2 separate regions of the Zea mays genome follow, and region 2 is linked to region 1. A link is a contact called in public Hi-C data. All regions are on one chromosome and are shown on one strand. The core of a region is the stretch at or near the end of the contact, and the rest is flanking DNA. Distances in the headings are between cores, read along the strand shown. Region 1 holds the start of LOC103641790 (sister chromatid cohesion 1 protein 2). Region 2 holds the start of LOC103641794 (Putative RING zinc finger domain superfamily protein).

Region 1 (5,597 bases), core at 2,272-4,771:
CAGCCTCTCCCTTTGACTAAATAGCATGTTGTAAAGTTTTAAATCTAACATTGATGGTTCTGTTGTACAGCTTTTCTTATATATTTATATATATTGCCACAGTAGGGGTTTCCCCTACTGTATTTCCCTAAAAAAACTTGTTTAAAATATATATGGAAGACAAATGTGTGCCGACTAGATTTATCAGATATGACAAAATCCAGCTTAAGGTGGTAAGGACGGTATAAGGTAACAATAGCTACAACACCAATACATTCAAACAATCAAGTACAAGTATTGCAACTGGTGAAAGAGTTTGTACAAGCAAGCTAGAAGATTTCTTACTCATTTAACAGCACGGTGCCCTCATCATCAAACAATGACCAAGTTAACTTTCTCCTAACCCTCTGCTGGCTTTCTCGTTCCGTCCATATATAATCCTGCTTACGGTACAATAATGCTCTTCTTCTTTTTCTAGTACTCTGGCTCTTCTCAGTTTTAGCTGGTGTCCTAACCCTAAATCTAGAAGAAGAGGGCCCTGTATCAGAAGTAAAGATGTCCATAATGAGTATGATTAAGACCATAAGTAGAGCATATAATTTTGTCAGAGAACAGACCTGGGGTATCCTCTTGCAAAGGCTCTGGAGTAGAAGGTGATAGCTCATTATCTGGCCTTATTTTACATTTTCTGACAAGAGGTTTAAGTGACTCTTCTCCAGTGTCACTGCCTAGCACTGGAAATACTGCTGCAGGTGGGGCAGTATTCTCCAGTGAATCATTTTCTGATGCTTCAGTTGTGGTGTAATTTGCACTCCTACTTCCACAAGCCATATTCTCCAGAGCATTATCAGAGCATTGCAGTTCTTGACTTCTGTTTCAAACATGCTTAACCTGATCAAGATCTATTAACAGTACTACCTAAAGATCTTGATGTAAATGATTAGCTGCACCAAACAAAAATTTGTGGGGAAAATATAGCTTTTACTCACTCTTGCAGAGGGATAGAAATCATAGTACAATCAGAACCCCTGTTATTCTCATTCATGTTCACTTGTCTTACGGAATTATCCCCAGTTTTGCTTTCCTTTGCAAGATCCTTTGCTTCAGCCACCATACCCATCATCTCAGGTGGAAGAACACTGTTACAAACTCATTTTAGGAATCAACAAGAGAAGAAATGTGCTCTTATGCTGTTAAGGACAGGAAGCCAACAGCAAATATACTTACTCCTTCAATGGTGTGAACCAAGCAGAATCGGCATTCTTGTTTTCTATTTCAGATTTACCCCCTTCGGTGAAGTCTAGAATATTATTTGGAAGAGCACTGCAATACAATGAAGCTCAGAAATCCAGAGGACATAATTTCTTTTAGCATCATTTGGAGGAAGCTCGGGTGCTTACATGTATTCCGGCAGAAAACCAGCAGAATCAACAGCATATGAACATGACACTCTTTGATAAGGCTGTATCATTGAATAAACTTTAAGGTTCAGTTTTGCAAAGAAATAAGATGAAGCCAGCAATATTGCATATTAATTCAAAGAGTAGCACATGTCTAAGATGAAACGACTGCAATTAACTAATTATTTTGCAAAACAGTTCATGAAAGCAATGAAACTAATTTGTAACTGCATATATTAAAAACTAGCATCATGGGTGCATGCACATGCCAATGTGACCATCCAGATTGTAGAAGAGGGAGCTGCGTACCTCATAAAAATAGGGGGCATGATGTCTCTCATCTCTCAATAAAATATCTACAAAAAACAAAGCAGGGGATGTATAAAATGTTTAGCAATCAAAAGGAAACAGGCTACATATTTGTAACTTTTTAATTATATGCATTGCTAGGTCCAAAATGCAGAGGTCTGATTGAAGTATCCCAAGAAACAAAATGGACGAAAATAGAAGGGTATAACTAAAGGCAAATGGTAGTGACATTGTTACCTTGGTGTGCCAACTGATGGTGGTCATCACCTTCATCATCTCTGCCATAAAAGGTGGAAAGTATAGCTAAGAAACATGTTCCATGTAATAATGAGACTAGTATACGACCAGGATTTCTTACATATCTTCAGCAATCCCCAAATTGAAAGAGTCAAGCTCAAATGATCTTGGAATTGTGAAGGTTGGCAGACCATCTGGCAAACGTGTTTCTTTGATTACCACAGATATCCCTAGAGTAACTTCTGTTTCTACCCTTACAGAGTGGCCTTCACTTGATATTGCACTAGAGACTTCAGTTGTTCTCACAGCATGAACAGTTTTTTGTACTTTGCAGGTGTTTTGCTGGCCTACCACTAACCTTCCTACACGGACATCTTTATTCGCTTGCTTCAAAACTCCGAGTGTCAACCTTCCACTTGGCAAAGTAGGTTCAGCAAGTTGACTTAGTCGAAATGACCGAGAAAGCTCATTGAAATCATGGAGGAGGAACTCCATCTTCTTGGAGAATATCCTAACAATTCCAAACAGAAGCTTTGCCAGTACTGCAAGGTGAAGTCCATGGGGGCTGCGGACATCCAACATAATCTCGCCTGCCAATGGTGAAATGAAAAGCGCTTGCGTTACAAAAAAAAAACCACTAGGAGGATTCCTGAGAACAAGATATTTTGGTTTATGAAAAGAAAGCTGCCCCCTTTATATTGACATCATACGACACTTGTACAGATCACCATCCAATTCAAGGCTATAAGTTGGCAGCCAGATGGGTGAACTGGTCGACATGGTAAGTAAGTCTGTATGGTGCACCCGATTGTCGGGATTATGCGCACATGACGTCAAAGAAACCCTCTCTGACCAAAAACCCCTATACCTTGCACTCAACAAAACCGTCTATAAAGATACAACCCAAGACAGTTGAGAGTGGTAAAATAGCTTTTTTTTCGAGTTACACAAACACCACACATCAGGAAAAACCACCAAACACAGAAAGAGCCTTCGTCCCCTCGTGACCATGTTCTCTGAGACCAGATTCCCCTGGCTTTTTTTAGACCTAAACCCCTGCATAAACCCTTCCCTTCTCCGGTTCTCCCCGCTTCTCCCACTGTTCCAAACCAACATCACATATTACTCCCCTATAGCCCAACCCCTACCCTTGCACAAACTGGTCCAACAAACCAATGACAGAGAGAGAGAAAAAAAACGGCGGTTTCTCTCGCATTGCGGGAGTGGACACGGAGTCGTTACCAACGGAGGCGACGATGTCCGTGCCCGCGACCTTGTCCCGGCTGAGCTCTGACTCTTTGCAGAACGACGCCTTCCACACCGTGTGGACCGGTCCCTTCTTCCACAGCAGGGCGTTGGAGTGGACCATCTCGGCCCCTCCCTCGTAACCACCGCTCGCGCGAAACGCCGAGCGCCGCCGCCGCCGCCGCCGCGGCCTCAGGCTGCGCCAACGGGCACCGGGAGTGGAAAACCAGAGCGATCGAGCACTCCGCGCGCGGGGCGGGGCCGGCTGCTGGTTTTTGGACGGTTTCTGGGGAGTGCGACTGTGCGAGTGTCTGTCTGACGAAAATACAGGGAGGGCTTCGAGGGGAAGGAGGAGCCGAGGAGGGGGACAACTGTGAGAAGTTAAACGGCTCTCGGGCGTGTGCAAGTGACGTGACTGCCCCTCGGTTTGAGGATTTCTGGGAGACATTTTTGGGTATTATTTATTCGTTTATTTTCTTTTTTTTATCGGATTTTTGTTTGAGCGAACACCTGTTTTGGATATGTGTTATTACTCCCTAGTATTTTATATGAACACCCCCACATACTTTAAAGCCCATGATATAGCACTGAAGATCAATTAGCCGATATCTTTACTAAGCCTCTTGATAAACAAACTTTTAACAAACTTAGGCATGAGCTCAATATTCTTGATTCGCGCAATTTCTTTTGCTAAATTGCACACATAGCTCATTTGTATACCTTTGATCATGTCTCTTTCATATGTTATGACTAATGTGTTTTTCAAGTCAATTTCAAACCAAGTCATAGGTGTATTGAAAAGGAATTGGAGTCTTCGGCGAAGACAAAGGCTTCCACTCCGTAACTCATATTTCGCCGTCGCTCCGCGCATCTCTCCATCTTTTTGGGGAGAGTTCAAAGCAAAAGGATTTCGTCTTTGGTACAATCTTCACTTATTTATTCATGACCAAAGGGGAAGAAAGTACTTCAAGGGCTCTAATGACTCCGTTTTTGGCGATTCATGCCAAAGGGGAGAAAATATTTGCCCAAAGCAAAAGGACCGCACCACCACCTAATTTTAAAATTGGAGATTTTCAATTGGTAAATTTCAAATTGGTATCTTATTGTGTTCAAAGGGGGAGAAAGTAGTATTTCAAAAATGATATATCAAAACCCTCTTGAACACTAAGAGGAGGATCTCTTTTAGGGGGAGTTTTGTTTAGTCAAAGGAAAAGCATTTGAAACAGGGGGAGAAAATTTCAAATTTTGAAAATGCTTCGTAAAATCTTATTCATTTACCTTTGACTATTTCAAAAGAACTTTGAAAAGGATTTACAAAAGAATTTGCAAAAACAAAATCTGTGGTGCAAGCGTGGTCCAAAATGTTAAAAATGAAGAAACAATCCATGCATATCTTGTAAGTATTTATATTGGCTCAATTCCAAGCAACCTTTGCACTTACATTATGCAAACTAGTTCAATTATGCACTTCTATATTTGCTTTGGTTTGTGTTGGCATCAATCACCAAAAAGGGGGAGATTGAAAGGGAATTAGGCTTACACCTAGTTCCTAAATAATTTTGGTGGTTGAATTGCCCAACACAAATAATTGGACTAACTAGTTTGCTCTAATGTATAAGTTATACAGGTGCCAAAGGTTCACAACAAGCCAATTAAAAAGACCAATGTTGGGTTAAAAATAGAGAGCTAAAGGCATCCCGAAAGGCTCCCTGGTCTGGCGCACCGGACTGTCCGGTGTGCCACCGGAGAGTGTCCGGTGCACCAGTGGACTTCGCGCTGAACTCCTCAGCCTCAGGAATTTTCAGAGCCGGCGCGCTATAATTCACCGGACTATCCGGTGTACACCGGACAGTGTCCGGTGCTCCAAGAGGACGCGGCTCTGGAACTTGGCAGCCTCGGGAATTCACAACGGCTGCTCCGCTATAATTCACCGGACATGTCCGGTGTACACCGGACTGTCCGGTGTAACTGTGGGGCAACGGCTACTTCGGCGCCAACGGCTACCTGCAAGTGCATTAAATGCGCGCCAGCGCGCGCAGAAGTCAGGCACGCCCATGCTGGCGCACCGGACACTCTACAGTACATGTTCGGTGCCCCACCGGACATCCAGGCGGGCCCAGAAGACAGAGCTCCAACGGTCAGAACCCAACGGCTTTGGTGACGTGGCTGGTGCACCGGACATGTCCGGTGTGCACCGGACTGTCCGGTGCACCATGCGACAAACAGCTCCACCAAACGGCTAGTTTGGTGGTTGGGGCTATAAAGACCCCCAACCACCCATCATTCATGGCATCCAAGTTTTCCACTTCTCAACCACTTACAAGAGCTAGACATTCAATTCTAGACACACCAAAGAGATCAAATCCTCTCCAATTCCACACAAGGCTTTAGTGATTAGCTAGAGAGATTTGCCGTGTTCATTTGAGC
Region 2 (5,597 bases), core at 2,216-4,715, 130 kb after region 1:
TGTGTGAAGTGACAATAAATCAGCTCACAACCTCACCATTGTTTCCACTTTAACAAATTTAGTAGTTGTTTTTTCCAACATTAGTGTACTTGATGCCTCCTATTTTATGCATGAGTTTTAATTTCATATAGCTGTAGATTGTTGTCATGAGTTTTAATTTCATATAGCTGTAGATTGTTGTCATGCATCACTGTGTTTACTTTGTGCTGCTTGCTGCAGATAGTAGATGAGTTCGACTGGGAAATGGATGATTACGAGGTTTGTGTTAAATGTGTTTTATTCTGCTCAATATGCTAAAGTTGCTACCCATGAAAGTGCATCTGTGTTGAATGACTTGAATTATTGTCTTGCGATGCAGGATTTTGCAGATCAGAAAGTCCAAGAAGGTAGCCTGCCCGAGGGCGAGAAAGAAAAATTCAAGGTGCTGCATTTATTTTGTGCTTAATTTGTGGCTAAGCTAATCTCCGGGAATTGGTTACAATTGTGTCTTAAGCTTACAGTTTTGCTGCCATGTTTATCTGATAGGAGTTCCTGAAGGAGAAGGTTAGAGAAAGGAAGAGAGAGCTGAGACAGGTTCACAATCATGGGAATTATTTATTTTATCCACAAGAGATTTGCATTAGTATTCAATGTTTCCACAAACTTATTTAGGCTAAAGAAGCCAGGAAGAAAGCTATTGATGATATGGATCCTGCGATGAAAGAGGCATTCGAGAATATCAAATTTTACAAATTTTATCCTGTGAAAACCCCAGACACGCCTGATGTAAACAATGTAAAGGTATGCAGTGCTGCTGTTAAGCATTCCTCAGTTAAAACATAGCTGAATAGATGTAACTTCGTACATTGTTTTCTGCAGGCTAGGTACATCAACAGATACTACAGGAATGCCCATTATCTGAAGTAAAGGCTCTCCTGATCTCACGTGCTTGAGGACGAGCTTGTCATTTGAGTTGGTGTAAAAAAATTTTGAAACCCGGGGGAGAAAAGTTTGGTGACATCTTTGGATGGTCTTACTGTTGTACTGTACTGTACTAGAATTGCCCTCAGACTTTCGCTGTCCGGTGCATACAGTCAGAAAGGTTCAAGGTAGTTTTGAGACTAACCAAATCATGATGGAACAATTTGTTCCTTTGTCATCATGGTTACTGCACACCCTGATGGTTATGCTGTGACTTTTTTTAACATCTGCTATGAGCAAGCTATGAATTATGCTGTAATCTGTCTGGTGAAGCGACCAGGTACAGTAGGGTTCAGACTGGTTAACAATGGGATAACCTGGCTTCTAGGCCTGTTTGTTTTTTTCCAATTAATAATCGGTCTTTTGATCTAATTTAAATTGGTTTCTACTCCCTTTGCCCTACAATGAATGTTGTTTGACTTTTTTGGCATAAGTTCGACTGACTCGTCTTATTCAAAATATTTATAAAAATATAGAAAAAAATCAGTTTATAGTTTAATTTTAATTATATGATAAACTAAATCAGAATAAAAATAAATGATAATTATTAAATTTTTTGAGTAAGACGAGCTGATTAAATTTCATACTAAAGAAAAGTTAAAGGAGACATCCTTTGTGGGATGGTGGAAGTATATGCAATTTAAATCGGATTCTACTCAAACGCAGTAAATCTGGGTTTCAGTATTGTGTTCGCTGTACTGTGACTATAGGTGTACATTTGGGCCGGGCTTGATGGGCCGGCCCGAAGCACGGAAAAAAAGCACGGCCCAGGTACGGCACGACCCAAAATAATTTAGTGCCGGGCCGAGTTTGGGCCGAGGTCACGGCCCATGGACGGGCACGAGCACGACCCGTTTAAGGAAGACACGAAATGACCCATATAGAGACACGAAAAGGCCCATATATTTATTAAAACCACACTTCATTCCACACTTTCATATACTTGATAAAGAACACAAAGCTAGAGATAACGCTAGCTAGATGTTTTTTGTAGCTTTGAATTAGAGTGTGTCATGTAATTTTACTTTTGTTATGAACATTAGACAATAAATTGAACTTACGGACTTTGTATAGAGCTGATTATACTCTTTTTCCTTCTAACAAAATGATTTATAAACGAGGTAGTCATTGCATAGTTGTGGTAACTTTAATATAAATATTAAGTTTGATTTTATTCAAATTTATTTGTCTTGTCTTTTATTTGTTTTATTATTATTTTGAATTTAGGGCTCTAATGTGAATTTTGGGTCAAAAATTGAATTTCGGGCCATAATGTGAATTTCGGGCAAAAAATTGAATTTCGGACTTTTATAATTTCGGGCCGCCCGAAATGAGCCCGGCACGTTTAAGCAATTACGGACCGGGCTGTGTGCCGAGGGCTAGGCCCATGGGCCGGTCCGGCCCGGCCCGAAATTCAAACGGGTCGGATCGACCCGAAATTCAAACAATACGAGTTTTTTCGGGCTTGGGCCGGGCCGGACGGCCCGAAATGTACACCTATAACTGTGACTGTGAGCCCACGCTCGCGCAGTCGCGCTTTCCCTCCCTGCGCGCCGACGGGCTGAGGCGCGCCACTCTTCTGTACCCCGGGTCCCCGGCACGGTGTCCCTACCGCCGTCTCCACTCATCACCTGCTCTACCTCGGCACAGGCGCCAATCCCGAGTTCCCTCCCCCCGTCTCCTCCCAATCGGCGTCCCCCGCCGTCCTCCCGCTCCCCTCCGTTGCCCGCCTCGTCCTCGCCGACCCGCACCCGCTCGTGTCCCTGCGCAACGTCGCGGACCAGGCGGCCACCGCGTCGAATCTGTTCGGCTTCCTAGCCGCAAAAATACCCTCCCGGGGAGCTGGCTTGCTCGGACGAGAGAAGTGGCCGTTTCCAGGGAGCTGGCTTGTGCTAGCTGTTGTTCATTTGAGGGAAAAAAAAACCTCGCTCAATTCTCCCAGGGAGCTGTCCGCCTCGTGCTGGTACTGGTAGCCAGTAGTCACACTCCGGTGCTCTCACTACGGCGGTGGGTAGTGAGCAGCGCGGCGGCGGCATCGAGGACGACAGTCTGCGATGTTGGCGAGGACTCGCGGTTTGCATGAAGCCACGAACAGGCTCAAGGAGGGCCCAGTGTGCATTCATTAGGAGGGCCCAGTTCTATTGTCTAAATATGAGAAAACCGGATACAGAAAAGTTCTTTTGCTACTACAGCACGAACAAAGTGTGCAGAAATTCAGGATGGGTGATTGGGTGAAGCTACATTATTAGAGGGTGTTTAGGACTGCTACACGATATTGTTCGGCTGCAAGTACTGTAGCTTCCTCTGGAAATGCCGCAGCCACAGCAGCTTTCAGCTGTAGCGAACGGCTTGCTAGTTGCTACAGTGTTTTATTTTTATGTAATGCTGTCTAAAACATCGAACTATCTTTATGATCTCGCAAACAAAACATGGGAGTCCTCCAGCCATTGTCCTTTCCATTTTCCAAATTCTAACCCCCTCGCCCTCCCTGCTCTTCTAGTTTCAACTTTCATCCGTGACCTTTGGCAATCGAGTCGCGGGTCCCACCTTGCAACGAACTGATCAAGCCAACCGACCTATCAGCAGTTCAACTGACATCCTCCCTACAAATAACGACGTGGGAGAGCGAGAGCGAGAACGCAAGAGCAAGATGGAGCAATCGAGAGAAGACGACGCAAGACGCAATAAAGAGTCAGAGACAGGAGCGAAGGACGAGATGGTCGTCTACTTCAGCATCCCCGTCTTCTTTGCCATCATCATTCTAGCCGCGTGCGGCGTCGTTCTCGCCGATGTCGTCACCAGCATCTGGGGCTTTGCTGTGTCCTCGTTATCGTCATCATCGTCCCATGTCAAGGCATGGTGGCATTCGCGACCGGTGCTCCTCTTCAGGCTCGGCGGCGTCACCACCCTGAGGCAGAAGCTGAACGACCCGTTCGCCATGTGCCAGGACAGTATGGAGCCCGGTGAGAAGGTCCGCACGCTCTCCTGCAACCACATGTTCCACTACGGCGCCACCGTCAAGTGCCAGAAGACCCTCGACGAATGGCTTCTCAAAGAGGAGATGTCCTGCCCAATCTGCCGCGGGATTCCCCATCCCGTGCTGCCGTGGAAGCGGCCACCGCCATCGTTGCTGATGTTGTAGGAGGAGGAGGATGAGGAGCAGGAGGAGGAGGGTGAGGAAGAAGAGGAGGACTCGGAGGAGTTTCGGCTTCCGTCGCACTGGTTCGACGAAACACTACTGTAGTAGACAAGCGTGATCGAGCTTGGAATCTTGGATGGGACGGAGTTGACGCATCCTGTATTCCTGTGGGGCGTTCTGCATCAGTTCTTGTCCTTGAAGGATTCTTTCGACGTTTCTGTCTCTGCATTTTTTGGAACTGATCAAGGATAGTATGGCGGTGCGAGTTGCCTGATAGCCTGGATTAGTTCTTGGAAGATTCTTTCGTTGTTTCTGGCATTCGCTTTCTTGGAAATCATCGAGCTTAGCAGCGTTCCTGCTCTTTTTGTCCAGAATGCTGTTCAGCCGTGACGAACTGAATTTCTTGCATTGATGCCAAGAAACAAAGATTTGTTAGCCCTTGAATCAGTTACAATGTTCTAACTGAAGAAGATAGATCCTTGGTTCATTGCTCTTTCAATTACTTCCGTCGCAATGTGAAATAGTATTTGTTCGCAGCATTGTTTGCTAATTTCTTGCAATTGTGTTTGACATCAGTTGCTTCATCTGTTATAGCCCTTTTTTTGAACCAAAAAGTATGTTGGATGAAAGCCTTATTTCATGCTTATAGTCTGAACACTGAACTGGGTTTTGATTTGAACTGTGAATGTGAACCGTATTCAAGATGAAACTATTAAGAATAAAAAGTAGGATAAGTATACAAACATTTTGATTGGGCATTCGAAAACTTATTACACTGTGACATTAACTACACAACATATATATCTTGTTTTTACATTTTAACTGGTTTTTTCGAGTAAATATAGTTATAATTTCAAGCATTCCCCTTTGTGAATTAGGATTTGATTTGAGCTAGTAGAGCCTTTTTTGGAAAAATTCATAAATCTCACCTTGAAGATTGTCTATGCACGTCTTACTGTAACTTGCACATTGCAAAATAGTGGTAAGTTGTAATGTCCGTTGCAAATTGACTGTATTTTTTAAGTTATCAAGCACTACTAGCGAATGCAAATTAATGGGTGCAGCTAGATTTGTGACTATTTTTGCAATTTAACTATGTAGTAAATCTTTCCATGAGTGCTTCGAGTGTTGGTTATTTTTATCTATGTAGTAAATCTTAGGTGTCGTTTGGTTTGGCTATTTATTGGCGTGACAGATTCCGTCGTCAACCACTCGTGTTTATTTCCTTGTTTAATGCCTGACATACCTGGGCAACAGGTCCCTGCGCTTTAGAAGAGTTATTTGAGATTGTAACAATCTCGTCGCGCGGCTTCGCAACTTTATTACTCCGCAGCTGTGCATCGCTATTTTAGTATTTTGGAGCTCACAACTGCACCATATTGAGACAGTTAATGCCTCGCGCTGTGTTACCTTCTTAGATATGGTAAAAGTTAATTTTATCCCTGCCGTAACCACGTTGGCGCCACTCCGGAGCTCAAAGGACTAGGATCGCTTGAGG

What was found. Hi-C and Micro-C count contacts between places; a contact is called where the count stands out from the background.
Region 2: a contact with region 1 is called in a Hi-C map of ear, with 4 times the contacts expected there. The contact joins the promoter of LOC103641794 here to the promoter of LOC103641790 in region 1. A contact is called at or near these places in 2 of 25 Hi-C or Micro-C datasets (ear and tassel).

The regions. Positions count from the first base shown.
Region 1 is chr10:129,443,275-129,448,871 of Zm-B73-REFERENCE-NAM-5.0, forward strand. It overlaps LOC103641790 (sister chromatid cohesion 1 protein 2), which reads right to left and starts at 3,522. Exons shown (of 15, transcript XM_020546059.3): 1 at 3,168-3,522; 2 at 2,047-2,515; 3 at 1,926-1,966; 4 at 1,689-1,735; 5 at 1,380-1,441; 6 at 1,207-1,302; 7 at 969-1,118; 8 at 597-850; 9 at 325-517. The coding sequence starts at 3,294.
Region 2 is chr10:129,573,287-129,578,883 of Zm-B73-REFERENCE-NAM-5.0, forward strand. LOC103641794 (Putative RING zinc finger domain superfamily protein) reads left to right here and starts at 3,466. Exons shown (of 1, transcript XM_008665130.2): 1 at 3,466-4,650. The coding sequence starts at 3,611. The coding sequence ends at 4,102. LOC103641793 (ATP/GTP binding protein-like) reads left to right here. Exons shown (of 14, transcript XM_008665129.4): 10 at 220-258; 11 at 359-421; 12 at 526-573; 13 at 652-780; 14 at 859-1,332. The coding sequence ends at 906.